Regions from separate parts of the Zea mays genome. Here regions 1 and 3 are each linked to region 2. Evidence: chromatin contacts called from public Hi-C data. All regions are on one chromosome and are shown on one strand. The core of a region is the stretch at or near the end of the contact, and the rest is flanking DNA. Distances in the headings are between cores, read along the strand shown.

The links. A called contact is a pair of places that touch in the nucleus more often than the background predicts.
Region 1: a contact with region 2 is called in a Hi-C map of tassel, with 4 times the contacts expected there. The contact joins the promoter of LOC100284001 here to the promoter of LOC100192110 in region 2. A contact is called at or near these places in 3 of 25 Hi-C or Micro-C datasets (bundle sheath, ear and tassel).
Region 3: a contact with region 2 is called in a Hi-C map of bundle sheath, with 4 times the contacts expected there. The contact joins the promoter of LOC103643270 here to the promoter of LOC100192110 in region 2. A contact is called at or near these places in 3 of 25 Hi-C or Micro-C datasets (bundle sheath, ear and endosperm).

What each region holds. Positions count from the first base shown.
Region 1 is chr1:218,541,045-218,544,490 of Zm-B73-REFERENCE-NAM-5.0, forward strand. LOC100284001 reads right to left here and starts at 1,578. Exons shown (of 3, transcript NM_001156899.2): 1 at 1,284-1,578; 2 at 742-1,157; 3 at 135-653. The coding sequence starts at 1,477. The coding sequence ends at 520. LOC100217199 reads right to left here. Exons shown (of 11, transcript NM_001143558.1): 10 at 3,440-3,446; 11 at 2,341-3,045.
Region 2 is chr1:217,936,691-217,940,237 of Zm-B73-REFERENCE-NAM-5.0, forward strand. It overlaps LOC100192110, which reads left to right and starts at 1,683. Exons shown (of 2, transcript NM_001137533.1): 1 at 1,683-2,271; 2 at 2,559-3,102. The coding sequence starts at 2,008. The coding sequence ends at 2,984.
Region 3 is chr1:217,372,128-217,375,481 of Zm-B73-REFERENCE-NAM-5.0, forward strand. LOC103643270 reads right to left here and starts at 1,928. Exons shown (of 3, transcript XM_023301327.1): 1 at 1,312-1,928; 2 at 12-51. The coding sequence starts at 1,461.

The DNA of each region.
Region 1 (3,446 bases), core at 328-2,827, 600 kb after region 2:
CAATTCCAAACAAGTCAAAATCTTTCACAATTTTTTTCAATCCCATCCAATCCACATGGGATAGGAATAACCGAACAAGCCCTAATGTGGTTGCTTACCATTCTCAGGGCTTCCGAGTAGGTTGAGTTGTTTTTAGCTAGAAGTCGTACGTGCTTGATTTATATTAATTATAAGTCTACTAGTTCTCGTACTAATACATGTGTTTCCACATTGAACCATACGCTGGCAAGCCAGAAGTAAGCGCACAAAACGAAACCCCATGCATGGGGATATACAGATGATACTGATCAAACGATCTCTACCCTTAATATCCCCTTCAGCTAATGTACATACCAGTCACTCCTCAGCCCTCGCTCCCTTCAGACCATGCATGCATTGCAACACGGCCCGAATCTGTACCCTCCAGATAGATTAACAACACACACAAACTGATCCAGAAAGGAACTTAAGGTTTCAATGTTTGCCTTCCAGTCCATATCAGCTCACCAGCGATGGATCGTATCCCTCCTCGACCTCGACTCAACCGGAGAAGGTCTGGATGATGGTGTTGTGCCATGGGTCAGACAGGTGCTGCAGCAGGTTGTCGAAGGGCCCCTTGCCGGTGACGTTGTGCTGGATCAGGAAGCCCAGGAACGCCAGCATCGCCAGCCTCCCTGCACGCAGAACCGGATGATGAGATCATAACCGTCGTCAGAGAAGGATCGGAAAGTGGCCGACGGTACTACTACTACTACTACTCACCGTTGGCGAGCTCCTTCTCCTTGGCCTCGAGCGTGGGCGCGAAGTTGAGCGGGTTGAAGACGCTGCCCGGGTAGCCGCACTCGTGCGGCGGCAGGCTGTAGCTCTTGAAGATGGGGTCCTGGTTGACGCTGCCGGGGTTCTTGATGTCCTGCCACCGCCGGATCTCCACGTAGTGGAACAGGATGAACTCGACCACGAACAGCGTGGACGACGACGCGAAGTACTCCGACTTGCCGGCGTCGTACCACTGCGGCGCGTTGATCAGCCCGGCTTTGGTCAGCACCTCCGGGATGAGCATCCCGGCCACGCCAAGCATGGCCCACCGGCCGTTCACCAGCTCCGCCTGCACGAACCACCGCAGGTTCTCGGGGTCCTCCGCCAGGCCCAACGGGTCGAAGCCATTGTCACCCGCCAGGCTGCGCGCGCGCGGTACGTACACGTACATACATGGGCGATGGGCATGTCGTCAGTCATCTGCCAGCCATCGCTGCGGGCGGGCTATCCAGTGTGGCCAGACCAGAGTTAGCAAAAGAAGCACTGACCTGCCGTCGAGGTAGGAGGGGGAGGGAAGGCCGGGGAGCCACTCGCCCTTGGCCTCCGCCTTGAGGCTGCGCCTCGTGGGAGACGCGGTGCGGCCGAGGCGGCTAGAGTGGCCAAGGAAGGCCGACGACGACTTGAGCGATGCCGACGACGGGCGAAGGGCCGCTACCGGGGCGCGGGCGGTGACGGACGCCATGCTTCCCGGGGACTGGGAGCGAGGAGATGGATGGAGTGGCGGAGGGAGATCAAGCACGTTGGTTTTTTGCCGCCACGAGCAAGCCTGGTTTGTATTAAACTGCCGCCTGCCGGGCCGGGGCGGCGGGTGTGGCCAGGAGACGCCGGCTGCGGCCGACGGCGGAGATACGCCGTGCGGACGGATCGGACGGACGGGATGCTGTCTGATACGTGTGTGGCCAATGAGAAGCCCCGTCTCTTATCCAGCCAGCGTTATCCTTATCCGGATGCAGGGAGGGATACGGGGGAATCAATGAGAGTGTTGCCATTGGATGGGAGTGTCAGCCATGGCTAGTGTTGGCTGCCACGTCGGACAGGCAGGCGTGAGGAATGTCTGGTCCAGATCGATCCTGTTTAGATTATTTAGCGCTGCGGTGGCCTAGGAAAAAAACATCGATCGCAATCATGGCACTGACCGACCGACAAGAGTATCTTCCTGCACGGCAAAAATTTTTGGATCAACGGTTGACTTGGAGCCCAACAGGCAACAGTAGCCAGTTTTGGATCAACGGTTGACTTGGAAGCCAACAGTAGCCTCTTGGTGCTGTACTGCTTTTTAGTTGGATCGTTTCGCGGGATTACAACGTTTGCGTTGTTCATTACTTGTTTGCAGCATTGTGTGATGGGTGTCAATTGATTGCGTTGTTTATTGTTTGTTTTGTCGCACAGGGTGATGGGTTGGCATGGGAACGGATATGAAGAATAAACAGCACATTTCCATACAAAATGTGCCCAAGTTAAAGTTCTGAATCGGAATGATTCAGCAGTACGTTCTCGGTGCTCCAGTACTCTACCATAGCACTGCTTGCTACAAAAGGCACGGCAAGACCAAAAGCAAAGCGCAGTTTTTTTTAAAAAAAAAAGATGCGTAAGAGATTCTTGAGGCATCAAAACTACTCCAACATATCTCACCACCAATATACCATGCAAGCTAATAGGTAAACACTATCTTTGACAGTTTTACAGACACAGCAGACGCTGATGCATTCTTGCGAAGGGCGCTCGCAAGTTACAAGTGCTACAGCGCACTTGCAAAATTCGCAAGATTGCATTTGCGGACCACAATTGTCGCAGGTAACAATGCCTGATTGCTCTCTGATAATATTGAACCAAAACCGCTTACTTCGGGTAGTAAATCGATTGGCCAGCTGGTGGTGCGTGCGGCGGAGCACCAGGGGGCATGCTATACTGTGTCATCTGCTGCGAAGCCTGAAATGCTACTGGTGGGGCACCGGAACTCGATCCAATAGCAGGATAGTGAGGCATGGAGTTGGCCATTAATGGTTGGTTGGGGTATGCAGTCGATGCAGATGCAAAACTCCCTGCCTGCATGTTAGGATTCCAAGCAGCCACCTGTCCAACTCCAATAGGAGTTGAAGTCGCTGTGCTTGCATAAAAAGGAGCAGCTGGTACTGATGCAGTGTTCTGCCATGCCACTCCCGGAGACCTTAGAACTGGCGTTTGTGCAGCAGCTTGCAGCTGCACGTTAGGGTCTGAAAGAGTGTAGTCCCTGCTTCTCTCATCATGTGCCTGAATGCAAGCAAATAGGTAGCCAATTAGAATAAGGCAAAAGCAGGCAGTACTAAGGGGTGTTTGGCTTCTAGGGACTAATTTTTAGTCCCTCTATTTTATTCAATTTTAGTCCCTAAATTGCTTAATACGGAAACAAAAACTCTATTTAAGTTTCGTATTTTAGCAATTTAGGGACTAAAATAGAATAAATGTAGGGACTAAAAATTAGTCCTTATAAATCAAACACCCACTAAGAACAAAAAAAGATGTTCAGAAAGCGTACTTTGTCAATTTGCATGAACAATAGGTATTCTTTTTTTACTAATTGAGCAGAATTCGTTATTCATTAGTCCTGAACAGTATATACTTAAATTATTTGCTAATTTACACAGCCCAAAACTACTATTTATACCTTTACA
Region 2 (3,547 bases), core at 433-2,932:
CCACCCTTTTGAAGAAGAAGAAGGAAAAAAAAAGATGGTGTCAATTAAGCAACGACAGACTTGGCGTCTCAGATGAGAGTTACGCGAGACGAACACGAAACGAACAGCTTTTCTGTTGCATCACAACTCACAAGTGTTACGTTTGACCTAATCCTGCTTTGTTGGATCACGCACACGACAGCCGACCACGTTCCTCGCCGGTGACGTGACGTGACGTGACGTCGGCCGCTTCAATTCACCAGCTAAGCTAAGGGGGTTCCACCAGCAACATGGCGGTCCGTTGGTACCATGATTCCTGTGAAATGGTCGCGTAACGCTGCCTGCCTGCCTGCCTGCCATGGTGTGTGGCAGAACTTGTTGCTGGCTTCTTCTCCTTGTTGGCACGTACGTCTCATATATACTTATTATTAGCTGCCAAATAAGAAAGAAGTCCGTGCTCCGGCCGCCACGTACACGATGACGATTGCCGCCGCTTGGGCCGCTGGATCGCCCCTGTTTCCCCACCGTGACAAGGAAAGCTCACCGGCGACACGACGTATGTACGCCGCCGTTGCCCAGCAGCGGGAAAGCACGCCGGGATAACGAAGAGGTGGTCCTACGCGCCGTGTAATCAAACAGTACACCCTAAGGTATATCCAACCAGGAGACGTACGTGCCCTACTGCGCACGTATCGTGCACAAGTTTTTTTCTCATCGATCCTCCTATTTTGTGTGTGCGGTGTGTGTGTGAAAATTAAAGAAGCGCGCGGAACCTCGATTACACGCTTGGTCACTGGAGATGGAGACCGGCGTTGGACTCTCGACCACAGTCCTCTCTACAGAAACCCAAAAAGGAAGAGTAAATCTGTAAATGTTCTCTCTCGAGAAAGTAGTAGGGTTGGACAAAATACTCATGTCCCGTGAGCTCGTTCGACTCGTGGTCGGTTTGACTAGGGCTCGACTCGGCTCGTTTCAAACCTTTCACGAGTTAAGCTAACATCTCAGTTCGGTTTGTTAACTAGTCGAGCTCGCTAACTTAAATGAGCAAAAAACATACCCCCGCACTTGTAATGGATGAACTAATAAGTGATGAAATTTGATAATTTGATGTTGGATTGACGTGGTACGTGAAATTGTGAGTATTATTAATCTTTTCTAATATTAAATTGGTCTACAATTAAATAGTAATTGATTATATTGTTTTTTTTGTTATGGTTCGCGAGCTAAACAAGCTAAAGCCAACTCGAGCTCGCAAATGAGTCAAACCGAGCTAGTTATCTGGCTCGGTCCCTTCACGAGTCGATTCAAGTGTTATCTTAACAAGCCAGTTTGGTCTCGGTCGGGTCGAGTCGAGTCGAGTCGAGTCGAGTCGAGTCGGCTCGATATCCAGCACTACCAAATAATATCCACTGTATGCATTATTTTCCATCCGTTCATTAGTTTTAGTTCAATGATAAGTAGAAACGGATTCCAAATAAATAAAGAAAACCGTCCGTGAAGCGTGAACGCTGCGCGCAGGTCGGATTATTCAGACTGAGTGGTCCCGCCGTGCCGACCACAAGTCCACAACACACACAAGCCATGCATGCATGTCGAGCTCCCTGTCACTCTCCAGCTAAACGGCCCTACTTGCCTTCCACACCTATCAACCCCAGCCGGCCGCTCGTTAATTAGCTTCCATGTCTTGCAGCAGGCTGCGGCAAGCAAGCGATCACTCGCTTCTTGAATTGCACGATTAGGTTTCCGTTTCCTTTTTCTTCGTCCCCGTGGGAATATGCCCCCGCGCGCTACTGCCATTTTGTTGCCATACGCATGCGTGCGCGCCACCGTCGCCTTGCCGTGGATCCACATCCACCCTAGCTGCCTCCCGATCCCACGCCCAAAGCTTCCTATAAATTCGCACCCCCAGCGCCTCGCAACCTTCATCTCCCACCTCGATCCCTGCGCTGCAAGCAACAAAGTTCTACTCTGTCCACCCGTCCATCTAGCTCCCAAGAACCAACCCGTACCAGCGCTATCCGGCCGGCCATGGCGGCGGCGCGCCGGCTCTCCCTGCCCCTCGTCCTGCTGGTCGTCCTGGCCGTCGCCGGGCGCGCGGCGGCGCAGGACTACGACTTCTTCTACCTCGTGCTGCAGTGGCCGGGGGCCTACTGCGACACCAAGCAGAGCTGCTGCTACCCCAAGTCCGGCAAGCCGGCGGCGGACTTCGGGATCCACGGCCTCTGGCCCAACCGCGACGACGGCACGTACCCGCAGAACTGCAGCCCCGACAACGCCTTCAACCCGTCGAAGGTGCATGCACACGCGATTCTTCATCTTCCCCTTCCCCTCTTCCTCTCGCGCCGCCCCGCCCCGCATGTGTTTGATCATGCCGCGGCGGCGTGTTCTTGGGTTTCATCCGCGCGTGCCAAGTGCCAACACGTACGTCTTTTGCATTGTGTCCTCACGACGTACGTTACGCTTTAGATTGTTGGCGCTTTTGCTGTTCATTCGGCGAGGTCTTTCTGTTCTCTGCTATTGGCAAAAAAAAAAAAAAAAATCCGATGCTGACTGATGCTGGCATGTACTGTACGTTCCAGGTGAGCGACCTGCTGAGCAGCCTCCGCGCCAAGTGGCCGACGCTGGCGTGCCCGTCCAACGACGGGCTGCGCTTCTGGGGCCACGAGTGGGAGAAGCACGGCACCTGCGCAGCCGACGTCTTCGACGAGCACGGCTACTTCCAGGCCGCGCTGCGCCTCCGCGACCAGCTGGGAGTCCTCGGCGCGCTCACCTCCGCCGGCGTCAAGCCCGACGGCGGCTACTACACGCTGAGCCAGATCAAGGGCGCCATCCGCCAGGGCACCGGCTTCGAGCCCTACGTGGAGTGCAACCGCGACGAGGCCGGCAACAGCCAGCTCTACCAGCTCTACTTCTGCGTCGACGCCGCCGGCGACAGCTTCGTCGACTGCCCCGTCCTCCCCAGCGGCAGGCCCTGCGGCAACCGGATCGAGTTCCCGGCTTTCTAAGCTAACTCACTCTTCACGTCAGTTGCTGCAATATACTGCTAGTCCTTTTGCTTGCATTCTATGCAAGAGGATAATGGAATGTTCATTCCCCATTCTTCAAAGTTTTTTTTTTGCAAATAAAAGGAGGCGATCGGTGTTCCATATTTATTATGTTGATCATAACATAACATTCAGAGAACAATTCATAAGTTCAGTCACACGTGTTGTCTTGTTGCACGCATCATGCCTTCAGCAACTGCAAACCACAAACACTGCACAACCAACCACACATGTGCTTCTTGTTGTCGACGCGACAGGCATCGCATTCAGGCCGCGGATACGAAACCAAAGCGTGCACGGGCAGCGCATTCCATTTTCAGATTTGCCGCCCAAGCTAGAAGACGATGTAATTTTTCAGATCTGGCGTACAAGCAACAAGCTAGAAGACAATATACTGAAGCGTAACAAATGCACGCCTTGACTGCCTTCCAGGCAGAAAAAAACATAACAGTAAGAGCCAGGTAGAAACTCCCAATCAGAGAACAGGACAGCAGAACCAATTTTTTATAGCTTTTATAGTACTT
Region 3 (3,354 bases), core at 678-3,177, 560 kb before region 2:
ATAGTGATTACCTGACCAGACATTCATGAGTTTACACTCACCTGTTCTCCTCTGTCCAATAACAACATCTTCAGTCATCTAATTAAAGAGTATTCTTTATGTTTTAATTTATAGATCGACTCCTATAGACATATTTTATTATACATACATACATATCATATATTTAAATATATCATAAATATATTAAAAATTAAAACTATCTAGAATATTGTTTAGGATAGAGGGGGATATAATGCTTCTACAGGCTAGACAATCACAGTCACAGCCAGTGAAAACTGACAGACAACTCCATGACCCGCTTTATCTTTTTGTTTTTTTATCCTTCTCAACAATGGCTCTGCAATTCTCCACCAGAGTTGGCTGCTGGTTACTAACGTACTATAGCTAGCCACAGTGAAAACTGACAGGCAACACATGACCCGCTCTATCTTTTTGTTTGGCTCTGCCACAAGATAGCTTCGTGGGGCTTGCACTGGATGTGCTCATAGGTGCCCCTGCAACGTAAGGATGCATATGACCTTGTTATGGAGGCTTCACTCCACTTGATGTATTTAGTCACGGAGTTTTTTTTTTCGGGTTTATGGGTGGCGATCTAGTCTAAAGATTGATAGTTACTAGAGTAAGATTGACTTCAAGATATCTTGTGTTGTTGGGCTGTGTGTTCTGTATTGAACTGAGTTCGAAAGATACTTGTTTCAAGACTTTGCTTCACCTTGTTGTAATGCACTTGAAATTAATATATCTTCCTTTTCTAAAAAAAAGGCTTCGTGGGGCTCATTTGGTCACAAGTGACAGATTACAACCCTGCTCTCCCAGGTGCAGTGACATGGCGCTTTCACCGATCAGCATGCACGCTGATCGACAGGTTCTCCCTACATATCTTTCTTCCTATTCTGAGGCATTACGGGTTAGGTTAAGTTTCCAAAAGGCATTATCAGGTAATCGTTGGATCTGTTTGATGTTGTCATACTTGGAAATGGTTTTATTCATGCACTCACTCCGATACTAAAGTTATAAGAAAAGATATTAATTTTTACCACAGTTATAAAATAGTTATTCTATAATGTCTCTAATGGAGCATACACCATGTTTATTTTAATAAATTTAGTTAAGTTTAAAATAGATTACCATACAACAAATATAAAAGACACTATATTTTAGGACGTGAGTATTGGCTCTAGGTGGATTTAACAAGTATATATGTAATCATTGTCCCAAATTGTCTTAACATGGTGACAACAAAAAAACAGGTGTGTTTTATTGTAATTATAGAAAAAAAACAGTTGTCTTAACACGCAAAGGATTACTTACCCGGACCATGCAGAGTAGCTCCGGTAAGGAATTCCTTTCCCGTAGTCCATCAATCGTGACCGCCGGGGACACCCTTTTCTCCAGCGTGCTCCGAAGAAGATATCCGACCACCACACGTGACCTGAACGACCATGCAGCCGAGCTTCCCATGGCGAATTGGCGACGGCCTGTTTTCGATCTCCCTCCGCCTTCTCTTCTCTCAGCTTGGTGGTGAACGATGGTGCTCTCGGTGGATTTTGCGAACGCGCGTGCTGGTCATAGGATCTCGGGAGCCGAGATTTTATACTCCCCAGGGAAGAGTCCGGCCGGGCCACAATCGGTGGAGAGCTCACCCGGACGGCCGGAATTGCGCTAACTGTCTTCCGTCCGTACCGACTCGAGGTGGATGACCATCCGACGCACTGGTCCCACGTGGAAGCGAATGCGGGCGCACGGTGTGGCTGTCCTGTGGGACCCCGTCGGTGTAAGGGCGAGGCGCGGGCACGCGGTGCACGCAGTCAGGCGGGCCGCGGGCGTGAAAAGACTGGATGGGCTGGCTAGGGAAATGTAGTTGGGCTGTGGGTGGACTGGCCATGGGCCGATTTGCTAGGCCGACAAGTAAGTCTCCATTGTTTTCTTTTCTTTTTATTTTTTTCTATTTCTATTTTGGTTTCGAGTTTTAAACTCAAATCAAGCTATCCAAATTCCAAAGTAAATGCACAATAAAAATCCCAGCATGAATGCGAAGTATATATATATATTCATTGTCATTGTTTTATTTCTCTAAGTAAATGCTTTAGATCATATAAACTTGATAAAGAATAGATCACATAAGTAAGTAATTAAGGACCTCAATTCATAGTACTTATCCTGTAATAATTTTAGTAATAACTTTATTTAAAGTTAAATTTTTTATCACCTCTTCATAATTAACCCTGAAACCTTTCTTAGGCAATACTTTTGTGCTATTCTTCATAGAGTATTTCAACATATAGGATTCGATGGAAGGGGTAATTTAACTCCTTGGAGAATGGGGACTCTTTTCATTTATTTCCTTGTTTCAAAACATAAGTATTCAATTATTGATATAAACTTTCCTACATTACCTAAAATATGATTTTAGGGTGTTACAAATTCTACCCCTTAAAAATAATCTCGTCCTCGAGATTAGTAGAAAAAGGATGTATTAAGTTTGGTTGGCCGTTTAACTTTTAGATTTTCTTTAATTGGCGCTCAGGACCCGCGCCACCCGCTCTGTCCGCAATAAAGAATACAAGACAGCCAGACGACCACGAGCACGCGTGGCTTTACCCCTTAGTAGAATGCTCAGTTTTACCATCACTCGGTGGCTCCTTCCTAAGGAAGCCACCGCTGGCCGACCCCCTCCTTGGCTTATAAAAGGAGGAGGCTAGCCCCCGGACATGGGAGGTTCCTTTCTCTCGGAGACATGGTGGACACAAGGACGGTCCTAGACTAGGAGACGACGCCCAGAAAGACTAACGAACAGGAGGAAGACCAGGAGGCCGGAGGCCCGCTGCCAAGCCAAGTCTTAGTTAGGACTCCACTATGTAACCACATCCACCATAAATAAGAGACTTGGGAGCCTCTCCTCCCTCTCTCGCTCGCTTGTAACCCCTGCTACGAGCTTTGATCATCAATAGTGCTAGTAGCGCAAGCCACCGATGACTGTAAGCAGGGACGTTCTGTTCGAACTAGTATAAATCAGTGTTATCCTAAACGGCCGTTAGACCATTTACACGTCGTTTTAACGCTACTCAGTAGCTAGCTATATTGGTCGTTTATGCTGTTTAATATATTTAATCCCATATAATCCATTTTTAGTCCATTTAAACACCTGTGTAGTCTGATTAAACGATATTCAATATGAGGCCCATGTACTCTGGTATCATGTTATGAATACACTTGTATTCAATATGAGGCCCTAAGGCCAGTATATATACATAGGTACATACAGGTAAATGTGCATTAAGCCCCTTATACAATGGAGAATTAATAGAAAGCATAGATTCTATTTGTTCGGGGCCTATTATGCCGAAGGTCCTC